Linked DNA regions of Mus musculus: region 2 is linked to region 1. Evidence: chromatin contacts called from public HiChIP or PLAC-seq data. All regions are on one chromosome and are shown on one strand. The core of a region is the stretch at or near the end of the contact, and the rest is flanking DNA. Distances in the headings are between cores, read along the strand shown.

Evidence for each region. HiChIP or PLAC-seq counts read pairs in DNA pulled down with a chosen protein or histone mark.
Region 2: a contact with region 1 is called in an H3K4me3 HiChIP or PLAC-seq map of the SCID.adh cell line, with 12 read pairs. The contact joins the promoter of Lrrc14 here to the enhancer-like site in region 1. A contact is called at or near these places in 5 of 39 promoter capture datasets (the C10 cell line, cranial neural crest, frontonasal cranial neural crest and 2 more), 3 of 484 Hi-C or Micro-C datasets (the G1E-ER4 cell line, neural progenitor cells and palatal mesenchyme), 7 of 115 datasets of contacts at active chromatin or transcription factors (the SCID.adh cell line, astrocytes, embryonic forebrain and 4 more) and 1 of 9 other capture datasets (liver).

The regions. Positions count from the first base shown.
Region 1 is chr15:76,424,209-76,431,349 of GRCm38.p6, reverse strand. It overlaps Mroh1 (maestro heat-like repeat family member 1), which reads right to left. Exons shown (of 44, transcript NM_175457.4): 15 at 4,134-4,241; 16 at 3,694-3,838; 17 at 3,408-3,448; 18 at 2,965-3,106; 19 at 2,649-2,701; 20 at 2,090-2,197; 21 at 1,443-1,562; 22 at 1,051-1,173. Among named protein-coding and RNA genes, the nearest start is that of Mir6954, 5.4 kb to the left of the region's middle. Within about 2 kb of position 2,584, at least 5 of the 459 cell types and tissues checked have an H3K27ac peak or open chromatin away from gene starts, as enhancers often do. A contact at or near this core is called in the SCID.adh cell line, where this site is marked.
Region 2 is chr15:76,707,087-76,714,227 of GRCm38.p6, reverse strand. It overlaps Lrrc14 (leucine rich repeat containing 14), which reads right to left and starts at 3,587. Exons shown (of 4, transcript NM_001358891.1): 1 at 3,301-3,587; 2 at 1,008-1,361; 3 at 243-827; 4 at 1-148. The coding sequence starts at 1,336. Recql4 (RecQ protein-like 4) reads left to right here and starts at 3,669. Exons shown (of 22, transcript NM_058214.3): 1 at 3,669-3,835; 2 at 3,917-3,950; 3 at 4,030-4,127; 4 at 4,320-4,460; 5 at 4,677-5,426; 6 at 5,567-5,693; 7 at 5,794-5,901; 8 at 6,005-6,103; 9 at 6,884-6,976; 10 at 7,055-7,141. The coding sequence starts at 3,752.

The DNA of each region.
Region 1 (7,141 bases), core at 1,335-3,834:
TGCCTCTGCCTCCCAAGTGTTGGGATTAAAGGCGTCCTCCACCACGCCTGGCCTAAAAACACTTTTAAAAAGAGATAGAGGAAGACGAGAAAGAGAAAGAAGAGGTGTGTGGGTCCTTGCACTCCTGGGCCAACCCTCGGGTTCCATGAGCAGAGCAATCACTAGACACAGAGCAAAATGGTCAGGGTCAGGCATGGTGGGAGATTCTGAAAACCCAAGCACTCAGGGCAAAGGACAGACAGCCTGGCCTTAGAGAAGGGGACAGCTCTGAGTTCCCCAGCTGTGTGGTTCTGATAGGCAATGTCCCTAGAGCTCAAGGGTCCCCAGTGCTGCAGGGGTTAGAGAAACATTTGAAAATGTCCCTAAAGTTCACATGTCCCCAGAGCAGCAGTGTTCAAAGACAGAAACCCTTGGGAAGTGACTAGTTCATCAACGCACTAACCCATTACGACTCATAACAGTGGCAGAATTACAGTTATGAAATAGCAATGAAAATTACTTTATGGTTAGGGGTCAGCACAACATGAGGAACTGCATTAAAGGATCGCAGCACGAGGAAGGCAGAGAGCCACAGAAACGAACTCTTTGAAGGATTCAAAGCAGCACGGGTCTAGAGGTAGGTAAGTGTGCTCTTGGCTCCTGTGAAGGGAGAAGCTCTCTTCACCGGCCCCTCCACCATGCCCGGCCTGCACAACCTCTGAAACTAGGAGACAGACTACTTCTTCCTCCTTAAAGTTGATTTCCTCAAGTATTTCGTCATAGCAACAGAAAGCTGATCACCACAGAACCTTGCCACTGAGAACTCTCATTACCCACAGCTAGAGGAACAGCACTCCAATCAGCTAGGGCTTCTGGGAGGCCCTCAGTGGGAGGAGAGCTCAGGCCCAGAGGAGGAATGGAGGATACAAAGCCTGAGGGAACCCAGCCCTAGCCTTCATCTTGAGAGAGAGCAGAGGGCAGGAACCCACCCTACCACAGCCATGAAAAGTGGGGCAGCCACAGACAGGTATCTACTCACAAGGACACTGTTCTGGGTAATGACCGTCTTACCTTAAAAATGCTAAAGATGCCGGTGGACTTCCTAAACACGTCTGACCTCACAAAGTCCTCCAGCTGTGCTAGAGTGTCCTCAAGGTGGGTAATGGCACAGATCCCAAAGCAACAGGCCAGGCCCTGGGGAGGTGCACGGGTGTGCTCACACTTGGGCACAGTGGCCCACCTGCCCACACGCTGTGTGGGGAGGAGTGTATATCCACACGTACACAAAGTTCCACACACACATAAACCTGAAGGCACACAAATACACGCGGACATCCGTGAGGAAGCAAGCAGTGTGCCTCACGTGCAAGCATGCATGTACCTATGTGCTCACAGCACACGTGGCTAGCTCAGAGCGGCAGATGAACACGGCCTCACAGCCCCGGGCACTGGGGACTACCTACCTCCTGCTCTGCCTCCTCTTGATATCTGGCTGTCTCCAGCAGCTCTCGGAGGTGTTTCCTCACCACCTCCTTACTTGAAGCAGCACCCAGCGTGGTTCCAATGCACTTATACAGGAAGTTCTGGAACACAGGGAGAGAACACAGATGAACCTGACTCCTGAGCAGACAGACACTTGCACTGTGGTGGGTACTGCTAATGGATAGCTGTATCCTTTCCTCCTTTTTGGTTTTTTTGATATATGGTTTCTGTATGTGGCCCCAGCTGTCCTGGAACTAGCTGTGTAGACCAGGTTGGACTTGATCTCATAGATCCGCCTACCTCTCAAGTATTTGGGGTTAAACGTGGGCACCACTACACCCGGCCCCTTGGAGAGGAAGCTGTATTTCAAGCAGGACATAGGAAGGGTCCTGCATGAGGAGGTGAGACCCAGGCTGTGTCTGAGGAACAGTGAGCAGGCAGCTGTCCCCCATCCCCCAGCTGTTAACTGCAGCGAGGAGCCTCCTGACCCTGCTTGCTTTTTAAGTGGCTTGGCCAGGGTTGCCAGAGTCAGGAGACAAAGACACAGACAGGCGAGATCAAAGACACAAAGCATGGGAGCTGGGGACTGTGCAGAGATCCCCATCCCCAGCTAGCTTGTCTCAGGCACCTTCTCCTGAGGAGTCCCACTGTAAGAGGGCAGTTGCTTGCACATCTCTTGGCTCAGCTGGCAGATCCAGATGTTGTCAGATACTACGGCCAGGGTGTCTCGCAGGAACTGAGGGGGGAGAGCATTGGTGAGGCCTGAGGCAGGGCCTTGACACGTGATAACCTTATGGTGACTCCTGTTGGTAAGTGGCCTTTGAAGGTGGGTAGCTATGAGGCAGGCTGAAGCACAAGTGGCTCTGAACTCGGCTGGGGACGGGGAAGGAGGGAAAAGCCCTTTCTGTGCCCAGGATGAGCAAAAGTCCCTCCCATTTGGTGCTGAGTGACAGAAGGTACAATATCCTGCCAGGGACATCTGAGACCAGCCACCATCCTTACCCCAAACTCCCCCCACCACTGAGCCCATCCCCTAGTCACACCACCAGATGAAGTTGGATAACAACAAGCCCCTTGGAAGGCACAATACACTGGTCCAACATTTGCTGCCCTGGCCCTCTGTGCCCAGGCCCAGAATGTCCCAAAAAGGCACAGACAGGCCCTTGGCCTTCTGCTCCATCTCTCACCATTAGAAGCTTTTCTTCCCACTCCTTCAGTGACAGGCTTTCCTCGGTGTGCTCTGAAATGACCAATAAGCCCACTGGCTGGGGTCCTGCCAGGCAGGCTCATTCCAACATGCACTAGGTGGGCCCTCCTTGTCTCTGGGAATTCCCAGAAGGAACGCAGAAACCAGTCAGGCCACAGTCACACCCCCTTCCCTTGTGAGCCATCCAGGCCCTTTCTTAGATTACAGCTTGGATCGTTTCTTTCAACCCGAACGGCATACTGGGTGCTAGTGGGGTCAGGGGTGGCTAAGGGGCTCCTGAGCCTCACAGGCCTCACCATCCAGGTACTCCAGCAGCATGGGCATGGTTGTCTCCCACCGCTGGCCCAGGAAAGGGTGGATATTCTGATGCATAACCTTCAGGAGGCGCAGGGAGGCCGCTCCACGCCCATCTCCCAGGTAGGGATTAGAAGACACAACCTGAAGGAGAGGAAGGAAGGGGGTCGCCTAAGCATGGAGCCGCCTGCCATCTCCTGGCCACAGTGCCCAACCTGGGGACCAGCTTCCCAGGGGTGAAGGGAAAACCAGCAAACACGGGGGCAAGGAATGCCAATGAGACGGTGGCAAGGGTCAGGCTTGCCACAGAGCTGACAGGGACTCTGGGGCCGAGAGGCCACTCTTCTATCAGAGTAAGCTCGGTCACGCTGACACCTACGAGAATGTCCCATGAAGGACAGTGTCAGCCCGTGTGCTGAGACACAGTAACAGACCCGTTGCTTACCAGCAGTCGTGTGGTCATAGCGAAGGGAGACGGGAGGTTTGCTGGACAAGAAACATGGAAACAGTTACAAGGCAGGGATAGGATAAAAGATGGGACCATAGGCACAAGCAGGCAGCTGGGGTGGGACAGCATGCGAAAGCAGCTGGGGGTGGGGTGGGGTGGGGTAGGGGGGTGTCAGCAGCAGGGGCAGGGCAAGGGCAAGGCAGAGAGCTGAGAGAGGACGAGGTGTAAGGGCATCATGGCGTCGGTGGGGTCAGCCAGGGGCACGGTGGTTGGGCCTCCACACCATTCGCGTTGTACTGGATGAGGAAATCATCTGCCCCAGCCTCCTGCCTCTTCAGGGCTAAGTGCACAAGGCTCCTGCAGAGCGGGGTGAGGGCCGCAGTGAAGCGCACCGGGGTGAGGAACTCGAGGAGGTAGGGCCAGAGAACCTGAAGGACAGAGGGCCACGGTCTGTGGACTGCAAGCAGGTGGGCACGGCCTCCGGGGCAGTAGAGATGTCAGAACTGGATCTCCACTGCTATACAGGAGCCGGGTAGCTTGAGAGGGGCCGATGCTAAGACAGACAGTGTGTCCGGCCATTGCTGAGAGATCCTCTGAGCACTGTCCGGCCACTGTCCCCTGGAGGCCACACTCTCCGCTCCAGGCCAGGGATGGGGAGGGCAGGAAATCTAGGACTGGGAAAGCTCAGGCAGCCAGCCTCGGGTCAGAGACATGCACACTCACACTGTTCATCCTATCCACTGTGGTGCTGACCAGGTAGAGGGTGCGGATACTGACAGCCCGCACGCTATCTGCCGCCAGGTCCTCCCCATCAGGGCCAGGCTTCTCAGGCTGGAGGAAGAGGCAAACGAGAGCACGTGTGGATGACTGTCCACACACCAAGGTTAGCATGAGATGGACCACGAGGTCCATCCAGGTTAGCACAAGAAGGGGAAAGGCTGGCAGAAAAGGAAACGCAGCAGACTCACCAACCCTGCCCCGAGAGGATGTCTGTCAGCTCCCACAGGCAAGCACACCAAAGTCACTCAAGAAAAGCTGGTGGGATGGCTCAGTAAGTGCTTTCTGTGTGAGACTGACAAGCTGAGTTTGATTTCAGGATCCAGTGGGCCAAGGAGAGACCTAAAGTTGTCCTCTAAGCTGTATATGTGATCTATGGCATGTGTATGCCTATGCGCGCGCACACACACACACAATCTCTCTCTCCCTCTCCCTCCATCTCTCCTTCCCTCCCTCCCTCCGTCCATCCCTGCCGCTGTTTCTGTCTCCTATAAGCTACTGACTCCAAGGTTCCTTGGCTCAGCAAGTCACAGTACTTGCTGTCAAGCCTACTAATCTGAGTTGGATCCCCAGAATTTACATGGTGGAAGGGGAGAACTAACAAACCGTCCTCGGACCTCCAAAAGGTATCCACATCCACACATACTTATGCACAAAGTAAGTAAATATTTTTAATTTGGGGGTGGGATATCGACTTTTAAAAGATTCTTCTCTCAGGCTGGAGAGATGGCTCTGTGGTTAAGAGCACTGACTGCTCTTCTAGAAGTTCTGAGCTCAATTCCCAGCAACCACATGGTGGCTCACAACCATCTGTAATGGGCTCCACTGCCCTCTTCTGGTGTGTCTGAAGACAGCTACAGTGTACTCATGTACATAAAATAAATAAATACATCTTTTTAAAAATTTCTCTCATATATTCCATTCTGAATGCAGTGTCTCCTCCCTCCTCCCCTCCTAGGCCCCACCCTACTCTCTACCCACCCCTCCTCCATTTCTCTTCAGAAGAGGACAGCCTCCCAAATATATATGTATTAACAACAACAACAACAACTAATTTATAGTACCTACTAGGGGAGTCTATTCAACTTCTGATAGCAACTTATTGGGAACAAAGACTGAAACAGAGGACATGGCCTTCTTCAGTTCTTGTCTAATAACCTACAAGCTACTACTGTGAAGACGCAGAGGGCAAAGCAGGCACCAGGCTGGCAATCGCTCACATGTGAGAGCACTTTGGGACCCATTGGTGGGAGATGAAAACACCTCCCACAGTACTTCCACAAGTACACCAGCATCTGTACCTACACACATACAAATAAATAAAATGTCAAGAACATTAGTGGCTAGAGAGATGGCTCAGTGGTTAAAAATGTCTGCTGCTCTCCAGCACTCGGGAGGCAGAGGCAGGCGGATTTCTGAGTTCGAGGACAGCCTGGTCTACAAAGTGAGTTCCAGGACAGCCAGGGCTATACAGAGAAACCCTGTCTTGAAAAAAACAAAAACAAAAACAAAATGTCTGCCGCTCTTGCAGAAGACCTGAGTTTGGTTCCCACAACCGATGCTGAGCAATTCACAACCTCCTGCAATTACTGCTCCATGTGCACCAACTCTAAGTCTGTCTGTCTGTCTCTCAATCCTTTTTTTTTTTAAAGGAATTGACCTGTGGCCAGGCTTCCTCCAAAGGTGGGCTGTTACCCATGACCTCTAGTCAATGCCATGACCTTTAAGACAAATGCATGATGGGGCTGCGAGATGGCTCAGTGGGTAAATGCATTGACCACCAAGCCTGATACCGAGTCTATCCCAGAGACCCACATGATGGGAACAATCAACTCCTGTATGCTGTCCTCTGGGCTTCATACATGTGCTGTGACATATGTGAGCACACACACACACACACACACACACACACACGTAAATGTAATTTTATAAGGAAGAGAAGGTGGATCAGGGAGGAGTTAGGAGGGTAGGGGGTGAATACATACATTATACATTATAAGCATACATTATAAAAAATTCTCAAAGACTAAAACAATGTGAGGCTCAAGAGATGGGCCAGTAGCCAGGTAGTGGTGGCACACGCCTTTAATCCCAGTACTTGGGAGGCAGAGGCAGGCAGATTTCTGAGTTTGAGGCCAGCCTGGTCTACAAAGTGAGTTCCAGGACAGCCAGGGCTACACAGAGAAACCCTGTCTCGGGAAAAACAAAAACAAACAAACAAACAAACAAAAAAAAAAGAGATGGGCCAGCAAAACTGCTCTTACAGAGGACCTGGTTTGATTCCCAGCCCCCACATGGTGGCTCACAACCATTCATAGCTCCAATTCCAGGGAATCCACTGCCCCTTTCTGGTCTCTATAGGCACTAAGCATACACGTGATGTGCATACATACATGCAGGCAAGTATTCATACACATAAAAAAGAAATCTAAATTTTTTAAATTATACTTTAAAGGATAGACACAGAGTCCTGTTTGGGCACTGTACATAGTGGCAGAAGCACTAGAAGAAGACAACTCGTGGTGGTTTGAGAGAGAATTGTTGCCTGTAGGCTCGGATATTTGAACACTTGGTCCCCAGTTAGTAGTGCTGATTGGGGGAGGCTGTGGCATCTTGGGAGGTGGAGCCTTGCTGGAGGAAGGATGCCACTGGGGCAGGCTTTGAGTGGGCTTGTCCACTCTGTTTTCTCTCTGCTGCATGCTTGCATTTGGAGATGTGAGCTCTCAGGTGTCTGTTCCTACCAGGCCAGCTACTTGCTACTATGTCTCTACCATGGTGGACACCGATCCCTCTGGAACCAGAAGCCCAAACAAACCCTTCCTCCTATAAGTTGCCTTGGTCATGGTGTCTTATCATAGCAACAGATTCAAGCTGACCTTAGGACAATCTAGCTTTTCTCATTCCAAGAAACCAGATCCAGAGCTCACAGCTTAGGAACTGAAGCGCTTACTAGT
Region 2 (7,141 bases), core at 2,338-4,837, 280 kb before region 1:
TGTCAACTGGTTGCCTGACAGGTCGTTGCCACTCAAATCCAACTTTTTGAGATGGGCAGCATGAGAACTCTGAGCCAGGAAGCGTAGGTCCTCAGGCAAGAGCGCACAGAAGGCCAGTTCTAGGCTTTCCAGGGGCCTCTGCAGGGTGCTGCAGGGACAAAGAGGTTACACAAGGGTCACGGGCAGGTAGGCCAAGAATGGCCTCACATAAAAGAGGGAGAGCAGCGGGAGAGCCCACTCACCTGAGCAGTTGATCCAGCCTGCCTGAAAGGAGAGAAGACCCCATGCTGAGCTCCCGAAGACACATAAACCGGCCCATCTGGGCCAGAAAGTAGCGAAAGTTGTCCTCCCCGTCCACGGAAGGCTGTCTTGAGTCCCCATGCACGTAGTGCAGCCTCAGGCTAGCTAAGTGCTGAAAGCGGGCCACATGTGGGATAATGACAGACAGGCCACGCAAGCCCAGGTTATTGAAGCGCAGGTCTATCCGGCGCAGACAGCCTGCATCTAAAAGCTGTAGCAGGGCCACAGTGTTACGCATGGGTAGATCCTCAGCCCGCAGGTCCCGGCAGCACAGCCGCAGCGGGCTGGCCACACTGCTTTGGAGGGCCTCACGAAGGAATGTGTACGAGGCCCGGTTTACCCGAAGGTCTACTCGGATTTCCACGGGGACTGGTGACAGCCCTGGCTCGGCAGTCCCACCCTGCTGCTGGGCAATGCACGTTCTGGCTACAGCGGCTGTACAGTCCCACATGCTCATGGTTTCAGGATCCTGCTCCACACCATCATCCAGGAGACCCGTCATGTCCAGAACCCGCAATGCATGCTTCCTGGGAGCAGGGATGGGCAGAGGGAGGGAGTGAAGGAGAAAGGCCAGCATCCCTCCCAGCTACTTTGTACAGAAGCAACAGATATCCCCATATGGAGGGAGCTCTTTCTGATCTCAGAACCACAACTCAGGGGATCTTCCTTGTACCCCTAGCCTATGGGCCCCCTAGATAAATGCATACCTGCACAAGGGCTGCGTGCCAGCCTCTGTTTCTTGAGTGTGAATCCGAGCTGTCAGCCCCAGGATCACAGCCTGCATGCTTTCTGTGCTGAGCCGCTCCTGCAGCAGGGCTCGACTGCAGTGGGCACACTCCTGCAGCAGCTGCTGGAAGCTGAGCAGGGGAAAGGGCCACGTGTGCACCAGCTCACGCAGCACAAGCGTCTTTTTGTCCATGAAGGCCACCTTGAAGAGCAGAGGGAAGAGTTCCCGGGGCAGCAGGGGCAGGGCCTGGCATGCAGCTGGCTGGCACTGAAGGACCTGACGCGTGCTGAGGAACACAAGTGTGTGCATGGTGCTGGACTGGGCAGACAGCCACCTGCAGGAGGGGGAGTCTTAATTAGACAAACTCTGGGCCAGAAGCAGGCCACACCCTCCCCAAGTTATCAGTGGTACAAAGCCCACCAAGGTATCTGATATGGAGTTGGTAGTTAATAGAGGAGAAATGCACAAAAGATAAGTTTCTAGGTCTGGCTTGAGACAATGTCTCACTGTATAGCCCAGGCTTGTCTTGAATTTGTAGCAATCCTCCTGCCTCTTCTGGGATTACATGCTGTGCCATCACACTTGGCAGGAACAATTCCTAGGAAGCACTTAGCACTGTGCAGAGTGGACAGGAGACATGGGGGAAACAAAGTGTTGAGCAGAACATACATAGTGCAGCTGTGTCAATGACCTGTCTGTTAAAAGAAATAGCTCATGCTCTGCAGGGCCCAACACTGATACTTTAGGTCTCCCAAATGACAATGACTCAGAAATCCTTCCTCAGAAGTCTAGTAAGGGCTAGGCATGGAGTTGTACACCTTCAATTCCAGCACAGAGGAAGGCAAGAGGGAGGTAGATCTATGAGTCCGAAGCGCACCTAGTCTATTTATAGTCTGTTTATCCTTACAGTGACATCCTAGCCAAAAAAAAAAAAAAAAAAAAAAAAAAGGAAGGAAAGAAAAGAGAAGAAGAAAAGGGGCTGGGAGACGCCTTTCTGTATAGCTCTTACTGAACATGAGGACCTGATTTCAGACCACAGAACCTATGTAAAAGCAGGATACAGGTGACACAGCTCTGTAGCCAGCACTGGAGTCAACAGAAGACTCCCTGAACCTTACTGGCTGGCTAGCCCACTATTGAGTTCTAGTAGATTTGCATGTTTGCTTGTAAAATGGGGGTGGGAGGGTGGGGTGGAGAAATGGTTCAGCAGTTATGAGCATTTACCGATCTTGCAAAAGACCCCAGCCTGGTTTCCAGAACCAACATGGTATGTCACAGCCACATGGAACTGATGCAGGTGCCCCCTTTTGACCTGAAGCTTTCACATGCACATGGTGTATTTTCCTACGACTAGGGAAAGTAAATATTTTCTAAAGTGAAGTAAATCCCAGACCTCTCTTCCCACCAGACTGACAACAGAGGATTCCTCCAGAGCCAGTAGCCTAACATCCTGACCCTCCACGTAGATGTGCCTTTGGAGTTAAAGAAGTCTAACACAGCTTAGTGAGTGCCAGGCTCTGGGGTTTTTTTTTTGTTTTTGTTTTTTAAAGGATCCTGTGAACAGATGGTGTGCAGCATCTGAGACCAAGGCCCTGAGTTTGAACTCCAGAGATAGCGGATTTCTAGGGTATAACTAGGCAGAGAAATCCCTGAGGAAGAGCAACTCTCACCCTCTGTGGTCCTTGTCTCCTATTCGGGTACCTCCTCTTCACTGAGAAACCATGTCTTAAATTCACGAGATTCATAACGATCCAAGCCAAAACTGCTAAAGCGTTCCAGCTGAGAAGCCACATACAAAAGATCCTGAGCCTGAATGATTCTTGCTATCCTGGGTCAGTAGACTTCCTGTGGGCAAAACACCTTACCCTCAGAACTATGCTACAGTCCTCAGCCCACAACAGAATGGAAAACCAGGGCCTAGGCCTTACGCAAAGCCGCAGCAAGGGACAAGACTGGGGACCAGAAAGACTGATGAAGCCCAGGGTTTGCTTGCTTCTAACATCTCCTACGAGTCCTTAAGGCACGCGTCCCTGGGGAACCCCGCGTGACTGTCCTTGATCTGGCTCTAGCTTAAGATAATAGGACTGCCTAACTGACAGGACAAGCCAACCAAACACCTGTCATAAGAGGAACCGGTGGCAGCCCGCCTGGCCTCCAAGCAAGGATTGCTTCTGGGTGATGCTACTGCACACAGGACACAGCGGTCTCTGCGGCATACAGACGCGCACGCTCGGATCCTTGGAGAAAACAAAAAGCCCGGAACATCAACTGACCCGGGCGAGCCTGGAGCCACAGGCCGAGACCGGCCTCGCCCGCCCCTAGGTCTCCCTTCGCTTGCGGCCCATCCCCGCGCGCCGGCGGCACCTCCCGAGAATCCGCCTCAGCCGTGGTCTTCAAGCGCCAGTCCCCGTCGAACCTGCCGTCCAAGTGCCCTGACCACTAACGGCTGCTTGACTCTCAGCTCGACTCGAATCCCAGCCCCGCGGCCCCCGCTCATCCGCCTCCCCGACTACCAAGGCCTGCAACCCTTCCTCGCCCAGCAAGCCTCGCCCAGCTCCGCGCAGCGCCGGGGCGCGCTGTGATGACGCAACAACTCATAGGCCCGCCCCCTCCCCGGGGGGCTCAGAGCATCTGCAGCACCGCCCGGCGGCCGCTCTCATTGGCTAAGGACAGGACTTTACGGTGGCGGCGGGAGATTTCCCCTAAACTCACGTTCGGGCTGCCATGGAGCGGCTCGCGACCGTTCGCGCGCGGCTACAGGAGTGGGAACGCGCTTTTGCACGGCTGCACGGGCGACGGCCAGCGAAGGTGAGGTGGAGTTAGGGTCCGGACAGGGGCGGCAAGTGGGGGATCCTGGCGCAGCCTGTTGCTGACAAGCTTCTCTCCTAGGGGGATGTGGAGGCGGCACCTGAAGAGACCCGCGGTGAGCACTGGGCTGGTGGACCAGGGACAGGGCGAATGTTAGTGGGTATGCCCCTGACCGCCGACTTCTGCCTTCCCAGCGCTCTACCGTGAGTACCGTAACCTAAAGCAGGCGGTGCGTCAGGCTGACGACAGACATCGTGTCCTAGAGCAATCACTTGCCGAGGCAGCTGAGGAGGTATCAGTGAATCCCACTCTCAGCGGTCTGTGGTCCAAATGGCAGGAACCGAGAGCATTTTGCAGCCGTGCCTCCATGGAGCACAGAAGTTGGGTGGCCAGGTCCTCCCATGGGGGTTAGGGGAAGCTTTAGAGGCACTTCTGTGCCCATGCCATCTTTTAAACTGGTCTAGGTTGCTACTATCTACTGCAGGCACAGGAGCCAAGCTGCTGGGGTCCCCACCTGAGTCGAGCTGCAACGCAGAATACGCAGTCTATGCCAAAACAGAGCCTACTGAGTTCTGTACAAGACTATGGGAAGAGGCTCAAAGCCAATCTGAAAAACACAACACAGGTAAGACGTGGAGGTGAACCCAGAACTGCCTTTGGCCCTTGGGTGGTTTGCCAGGGTCCTTCTATGTCCACCCTTCCTTATAGCACGCACGTACGCTCCTGTAATAACTGGGACTAGGTTCCTAACGGTGCTCAGGCATCTCCACTCTTATTGTCTGTCCCAAACTTCTGCAGTAACCCAGGTCCTGAATTCCGATTTGCTGTTCTGTCTTTCTAGACTGGACCAACCCAGAGCAGAAAACTCCAGCTTCAGAAGAGATCCTTGTCCACAGTTCCTGCCCCAAGGCCACCAGGCTCAAAGACTGAATCCCCCTGTCCAGACGAAGCTGACGATGCACTTCCTCGGGTTCCTGAGCCCCGGCCGAGGCTGGGCCAGCTCCAGCAGCTCCGATCATCCCTCAGCCGGAGGTTGACTTCCCTAGACCCTGGTTGGTTAGAGAGGTGTCACAACAGAGTTTCAGATCTTCTAGAGGTTCCGGGTGCTTGTGGGCTTGACCTGAGTGCAGAGGAGTCACAGCCTCAGATGTCAGGCAAGGTGAACATCGCTGATCCTGACATCCAGTCAGAAGTATCTGTACAGAGCCCAGAGGCCATAGCCCAACAGCCAGCCCAGGTTTTGTCACAGAGCCCCAAATCCATCAACAGTAAAGGCAGGAAGCGGAAGTGGAATGAGAAGGGGGAGGACTTTGCACAAGACCAGCCCAGCAGCGGAGCAGGACCCCTGTCTGAGGGAGCCAGGGCTACAGTACATGGGCAAGACCCTCCAGGAGAACCCACACAAGTGAATGTCCCTCAGCCATGCAATTCCTCAAACCAGGCCAGGACAGAGAAGGCTAAGGGCACAACCCACCTCCATGCCTCTCCTCGACCAGCTTCCCTAGACAGAGGGAACTATATTCGACTCAACATGAAAAACAAACGCTTTGTACGAGTTGGGGCCAATCGGGGCAGGCTTCTCCGTAAGCAGGTGAGATGTGCTGAATGGAACAGGCCAGCCTCCTCTCCTCTCCTCTCCTCTCCTCCTCCCTCCCCCTCCCCTCCCCTCCCCTCCTCCTGTCTCTTCCCGTCTACTCCTGAATGGTTCTTCCATGTGTGGCCCTTCCCCAGGTATGGAAGCAAAAGTGGAAGAAGAAACAAGCTGCGTTTGGGGGAAGTGGACCCAGGGCCACAGACAAGGACACTTGTTTCCGGTGTGGGCAGTTTGGTCACTGGGCATCCCAGTGTTCCCAACCAGGTAAGCCTCTCCCTTAAGTATTGGGTCATTTGCCCACCGTGGGTGCTAGGGAATCACTTACACAAATGAAAGGCTCCAGCAGCCCTTGACCCTGGTCCAGGCCCCACCCTGACCGTCCAAGAGGAAGGTGACAGGGATGACAAACAGCCCATTTCCACCTTGGAAGAAGTAGCACAGAGGACAGGCACTGCTTCCTGTCACCACTCTGGTGAGTGAGGGGGAATGGGTGATGTGACTGCAGGCCATCATGCCAGGATGGTCACTGTCTCTGCTGGTGCTTCCACATCACCCTCTCTTGCCTATCTAAGCAGGTGAGGAAACACAGCCTGCTGCGCCAGAGCTACAGGTGCCTCATTGCCCCACCCCAATGTCACCCCTCTACCCACCGGGACCTTTGGGACAAGTAGCAGGTGAGTGAAACTTAATGGTCCAGACTCTTTTTTTTTTTTTTTTTTTTTTTTTTTTTTTTTAAAGATTTATTTATTTATTTATTTATTTATTTATTTATTATATGTAAGTACACTGTAGCTGTCTTCAGACACTCTAGAAGAGGGAGTCAGATGGTTGTGAGCCACCATGTGGTTGCTGGGATTTGAACTCCGGACCTTTGGAAGAGCAGTCGGGTGCTTTTACCCACTGAGCCATCTCACCAGCCCTGGTCCAGACTCTTTATCAACACATCGTAGTTGCTGTTCTGTTGCTGTGAAGAGACACCATGACCAAGGCAACTCTTTTTGATTGTTGGGTTTTTGAGACAGGGTTTCTCTGTGTAGCCCTGGCTACCTGGGATTTACTTTATAGACCAGGCTGGCTTCAAACTCACAGACGTCTGCCTGCATCTGCCTCCCAAGTGCAGGATTTAAAGGTGTGAGCCACCACTGCCCTGGCAACCACCGCAACTCTTATAAAAGAAAGCATTTAATTAGCTCTTGCTTACCGTTTCAGTAGCTTAGTCTGTTATCATCACTGTGAGAAGTAGGAAGGTAGGCATGGTGCTGGAGAAGTAGTTGAGATCTGCAGGTAGCAGGCAGAGACATACTAGACCTTATGAAACCTCAAAGCCCACTCCCAGTGACACATTTCATCTAACAAACACACCTCCTCATCCTTCCCAAACAGTTCACCAAGTGGGGACTTAGTAGGCAAACATATGAAATTCTCGTTCAAACCACTGTAACTTGTGTCCACAGAAACCCCTGCTGAAGTATTCCAGGCCCTAGAGCGGCTAGGGTACCGAGCCTTCCGCCCTGGGCAAGAGCGTGCAATCATGCGGATTCTTTCTGGTAGGTGTGGCTGCCTAGGAACTGCGCCAGGCTGTGTCTAACCAACTGAGCCTCATAACTACCTCTTGTCCTACCCAGGCATCTCTACTCTGTTAGTGTTGCCCACGGGTGCTGGAAAGTCTCTGTGCTACCAGCTTCCTGCACTGCTCTATGCCCAGCGAAGCC